Linked DNA regions of Bos taurus: region 2 is linked to region 1. A link is a contact called in public Hi-C data. All regions are on one chromosome and are shown on one strand. The core of a region is the stretch at or near the end of the contact, and the rest is flanking DNA. Distances in the headings are between cores, read along the strand shown. Region 1 has its middle 5.3 kb from the start of GRK2. Region 2 holds the start of SSH3 (slingshot protein phosphatase 3).

Evidence for each region. Hi-C and Micro-C count contacts between places; a contact is called where the count stands out from the background.
Region 2: a contact with region 1 is called in a Hi-C map of an unstated tissue, with 2.0 times the contacts expected there. The contact joins the promoter of SSH3 here to the enhancer-like site in region 1. A contact is called at or near these places in 4 of 11 Hi-C or Micro-C datasets (blastocyst, liver, skeletal muscle and 1 more).

What each region holds. Positions count from the first base shown.
Region 1 is chr29:45,183,460-45,186,159 of ARS-UCD2.0, reverse strand. No RefSeq gene overlaps it. Among named protein-coding and RNA genes, the nearest start is that of GRK2, 5.3 kb to the left of the region's middle. Within about 2 kb of position 1,344, at least 79 of the 102 cell types and tissues checked have an H3K27ac peak or open chromatin away from gene starts, as enhancers often do. A contact at or near this core is called in liver and skeletal muscle, where this site is marked.
Region 2 is chr29:45,223,054-45,225,753 of ARS-UCD2.0, reverse strand. SSH3 (slingshot protein phosphatase 3) reads right to left here and starts at 1,301. Exons shown (of 14, transcript NM_001102006.1): 1 at 1,195-1,301; 2 at 645-685; 3 at 1-134. The coding sequence starts at 1,260. ANKRD13D (ankyrin repeat domain 13D) reads right to left here. Exons shown (of 14, transcript NR_197967.1): 14 at 2,329-2,699.

The sequences.
Region 1 (2,700 bases), core at 95-2,594:
CCTGCCACTCCTCTAGCCAGAGTCTTTTACAGAGTCTTCACAGGCCTAAATGTAACCCCATCTCCAATGACCACCCCTGCACTTAGGAAACCTACTCTTTTCTGTGGCCCGTGAGACTTACAGTTTGGCCCCTGCCCATCGCTCTAACTCAATCCCCCTGCCCCTCCCTGTGCCCTTTCGTCTCCAGTCTCTCTGATCTTCCTTCTGACACTACAACTAGCCAAGTTCATTTCTACCTCTGGGGTGCTGACTTTATAATTCCCCTTGCCTGGAATGACTTCCTTTTCACTTCCTTCCCATAAGGCAGATTCCTGCTCGCCCTGCATCCCATGGGTGGAAAGGTTCCTGTTCAGAGGGCTCTCCCTGGTGCCCCTGTCTGGTGTGGTCACTGCTGCATTCCTCACATTGGATGCCAAGTTAGGGCCACAGAAACAGAACTCAGGTCTGGAGAGGAAGAAGGCCCCCTCCAATTAACCTGGCAAGAGGATATGGGAGGAGGTGGCAGGCTCAGGAAAAGAGGAAGAGTTGGCGAAGGTCTTGAACTTGACATGGTCTGCACATGAGCAGGAGTGAGGTTGGGGGTGAGGACTGGCATGTGCCAAGGCCCAGGAACGCAGGTTTCCTCTTGCTGGGGCTTCACCTCTGTCTCCATCCTGGGCTTTGAAGAGCCAGGAGGATGAACTTGAGGGTGTCTCAATCCATACAGCTCACCGGGGGTGAGCAGACTTGACTGGGAGAAACTCCTGCTTAATGTGGGCAGCGACCTCTTTGATGTCCGGGGCCCACATGGTGCCAGGCTTTGGCTGGGAGGCTGGGACTTCACCTCGTTTACTCAGTCACTCGTCCAACAGTGTACCTGAGCTCCTACTACATACCAGGCCCTGGTGCTTGGCCTTGGGCATCCAACATAGGAGAGACGGCGAATCTATGGGCAAAGCATACATAATAATAAACACTGACGCTTCCTGGGTTCTCTCCATGTGCAGGCCACTGTTCCTAGAACCCAGATGATCTCATTTAATACTCAAAACATCCTTATGAGGCAAGTGACAAGTTATCGTTAGGGCCGGGAGCCTGCTCGGGTGAAGTCGGGGAAAACTCTTGAGGACTGGCATTTCCGCCAAGGACACAGGCCTTGTGCTCCCTCCTGCACAGTCCAAGGGCCTTTGATAGCCCACAACTCTGCCAGGCTTCCAGGCCGCTGCTTCGCCCGACCAGTCTCCCGAGAGCAGCGCCTCTCCCTGGAACCCTCCGGAAAGTCACAAGTCCCCACGCCGCCTGGGGCCGCAGTCTCCCTTTTCCGCCTTGGAGCCTCAGCGCGACATGGCCCCGCCTCTGGATCCGGCCCCGCCCCGCCCGGGCTCCGCCCCACCCCGCCCCGCTCCTCCCACAGGGCCCTCTTGGAGCTGTCCCCAGTGCGCATGCGCCTCGTCTTCTGCGACTCAGGCTTAGTCGTGCTGAGCTCCTACTGCTTGTCTGCGCCTTGACCTTTGAGCATCTCAGTCGAGGTCTCGTAGGCCCCACCGGCCCCGCTGTATCCTCTGGTACTTGCCTGTCAGGGAAAGGGAGGATGGGTGTGGAAAAGCCGCTTGCTGGGTGCTTTAGATAAAGTTACTTGACCTCTCTGAGCCCTGCCTTTCTCTTCTGTACCCCAGCCTGGCCTCACTGAATTGTTTTGAGGGTAAATGAAGATGTGTATGCAGTGGTGGGTGGGCTGAGGAGATGTCTTTCTGAACGGTCACTGGTAACACATCCTGAGGACCTTGGAGCCCACTTGTGTGTCTCCCTCTCAGCGTCCTCCATGGTCTTTCTCTCCTTTCATTTCTCTTCTCCCCTCCCAGGTTCTTTGCCTCTTTCTCTGCCTTCCCTTTTCTGGATCTTTCAGGGTGTTTCTCTCTGGGTCTGGATCTCTCTGCCTCTCCACCTGTCTTGCCCTCCTGGCGCTGCCACGGCACAGTCTGGAAGCACAACAGCTTTCTGGCCCCTTGTCGCTCTCTGGCGTGGGGCAGGTTTAGGGGACAGAAGGCTAGGCTGAGGGCAACTGCAGGTGCTCCCGGACCTTGGGTGTCTGCTCTATTTCCTGCCCATACATTGGTGTCAGCGCTGAGGGTTCGTTTCTGGTCTGGGCCTCTGGAAGGTGGGGAGGTAGGGTGACTCTCCCCAGCAAGTGCCAGGCCTGCTCTGCTGGTGGCCACCCGAATGGCACTTAGCACAGAACTGACCTGGGAGGGCTAGAGGAGCTGGAATTGGCCTTCTCCCCAGGTCTAGCTACCTCATTTGTGGGGTCCACTGCAAATAAAGTGCACAGCCCCTTTTTCAAAAATTAAGAATTTCAAGGGACTTCCTTGGTGGCCCAACGGCTAAGACTTCGCGCTCCCAATGCAGGGGGCCCGGGTTTGATCCCTGGTCCGGGAACTAGATCCCACATGCAGCAACTAAGAAAGAGTTGACATGGGACAACTAAAAAAGATCTCACATGTTGCAACAATGATCGAAGATCCTGAGTGCAGCAACTAAGACTGGCACAGCCAAACTAAAAAAAAAAAAGAATTTCAAGATGGTGACAAGAGCACATTAAACCCAGTGTGGGATCCCTCTGAGGGCAGGGCCCCATGTGACTGCATGGATCACTCACCCATGAAATCAGTCCTGCTTCCTTTTCCTATAAATCCACCTTTCATTGTGCTCAGGAGCAGATGG
Region 2 (2,700 bases), core at 52-2,551, 40 kb before region 1:
CTGTCTGGTCCCCGTGGGGCTGCCCTTCCCCGGGGGGCTCCTCCGCTGGCTCTGGGCTGGGCCTGGAAGCATCTCCATCATCCCCTCCATCCTGCAGTCCCAGGACAGCCCCTCGGAGTACTGCAAAGCTCTGCCTGGAAGGGGAGCAGGGGAAAAGTGACACCGTGACAGCCCATCCCACCCCTCAGGACAGGGGAGTCAACCCCCCTGAACCGCCTGGAGGATTTGTTAAATCAGGTGTTGGCCCCCATCCCGAGTCAGTGGGCCTGGAGAGGAGGCCTGAGAAGGTGCCTACCCAGTTCCCAGGTGATGCCACCTCAGTGCTTTGGGAACCACTGCCTTGGTGGCTCTCAAGCCTCGAGCCCAACTTTCCCTTCCCATCTGCCTAACTCAATAAATAACTGTGAACTTGGTGGGGCCCCAGGAGTCCTCAGGCCCTGCCATTGGCCAGAGCCAGGGCCAGGATAGTGGATGAAGGAGCCTCAACTGACTGGGGGAAGATGGAAGCAAAGGCAGCCAGCTGTGCCCACTAGCAACTCTGTCCCCACATACTAAGTAGTTGGCTTTGGCTGCAAGTCCTCCCAGAGGGCAGTGGCCAAGCCTGGTGGCTGGATGGAGGTGTGTGTGTGGGGAGAGGTGCTCACCTTCGCTGGAGCCGGCTTCTGCGCTGGGACACCGGGTCCTGCTGAGAAGGCAGCCCCCAGGGCAGAGTAAAGTGGTGGGAAAGGACTCCTCCCCAGGTTCAGGGTGCTGGGGTTGGGGGTGCAGGGATCCGCCCCCTCCCTCGTCCCGCCCCCCCCCCATGCAGTGGGGAAAGGAACCAGAAAGGGTGTCAAATCCTTTTCTGTTCCAGTCCACTTTCCACGTGGAGACACTGGCGGGGCCGGGCCCAGGTCCAGGCCGGCAGCCGGAGGTAAGGGAGGGGGAGCGCTGCTGGAGATGCCTGAGGGTTTGGCCCAGGTCTGGGCCCAGAGCGGGGTAGGGCCTCCGCGGGTGCTCGGGGCTCCGGATCTTGCCTTGGTCCGAGTTCCTGGTTGCCTCAAGATCTCCCCCAAGCAGCTCCAGCCTGAGACGTGAAGGCCCCCTCCGCACACCCCCAGGCTTGAGGGGAGGCTGCCCGTGGGCAGCAAGCACTCCCCCAGGCCCAACTGGCAGCCAACTGCGTGGGCAGGACCACAGCCAAGCCAGACTCACCGTGGGCCCCACAGGCGTGGAGTGGCCGCTGGCCGGGGGCGAGCGGCTTACTGTGACCAGGGCCATGGGGTCAGGCCGGGGGCCCCTGGGCCGGTATGGCGCGGCGCCCTCCCTCGTCGCCCCGCGGACGGTCCCTGCCCCGCAGGACCAGGAAGGAGAGTCCGGCGCCACCAGGGCCTGGCACCTCCTCGGGGCGGACCTTAAAGGGCCAGACACCCGTCCAGCCCGGCCTGCGGAGCCCGCAGTCAGTGGCCACCGCCCCTCCCTCCGCGTCTCCGCCTCGCCCCCGCCCCTCAAAGCACGTTAGGGGCGGGGCCGGGGGGCGGGGCGCAGGTGAGGCGCCGGGCCCTGGCGGCGGGAAAAGACAGCCTACGCAGCGCTCCAGGGTTTGGTCCCTCCTCCCAGGAGGCGCCCCCGCCCCAGTCCTCGGCTCCGCCCGGCTGGGTCACCTGAGCTGTGCTCTGGGGCTCAACCATCCTGTTACCCCGCAGAGGTGGAGCCCAGGGAGGCAGGGGTGAGGACCCAAGTCTTGGAGAGGACCAGACACGGTGGGTCTTAAGTGGAGGCACCCCAGACTTCTTTCTTTTTGCTAGTTGGTCTTGGCACTTCCACTCGGCTTCAGGGGATGTCAGGCTGGATTTAGAACGAACCCACAGGCTCACAAGGGGTCCTCGGGGCCACCTTGGAGGTAAGCTGGGCGGGGCTGAGCAGGTTCAGGGCCGCGGCAGAGGGAAGTGACTTGTCTAATGTCACTGCAGTCGAACCTGCCAGGGTAGGTAGGGGCAGGAACCCAGGCCTGGGCTGCGGGGACGCCACTTCCGAGCCACCTGGAGAACCAGCCTCTGCCCTTCCCGAATTCCAGGAAAGCCCGGGTCTCCAGCAGGTGGGACCGGCCTCAGGGGAAGTGATGTTCACGGAGCACCTACCCAGTGAGGGCGCTTGACACCTGTCGGCTCATCTTACCCTCCCAGCAGCCCTGAGTGTTGGAGGGGGTCTCATTTAAAGCTGAGGAAACAAGCCAAGCGGGCCACGGTCAGGATTCAAATCCAAGTCCTAAGGCCATTACCCAGTGTCTCGCCTTGGTACCCCCCACCAGGCCCCCTCACCCCAACCCCACACTGAGCAGAGCAAGCCTGCTGCTAAGGGTCTCTTTATTTCCATCTTGGTCTCAAGGCCAGCTCCCCCCTTCTAGGGCTCCAGGCCCCTGAGCCCAGCAGCTGAGTGTTTATAAATAAATAAATTACAAAAGTGGGTGGGGGAGCAGCCCAGATGCCCTCCCGAGGGCGGGGGCTCAGTGCTCGGTGAGCGAGAGCTGCAGGATCCGCTGTAGGTCTTCCTCCTCCTGCTGCCCCAGGCGCTCCCGCTCCTCCTGCTCCTGAGAGGACAGCTCCAGGGCCAGGCGAAGCTGCTCCTCAAAGCTGGGGGGGGCCGGGGTTGGGGGCGTCCTGTGTGGGGAGCCTGGACCCCCGGGCTCTGTGGACATCCGCAGGCTTTCCTGGAGGGCCC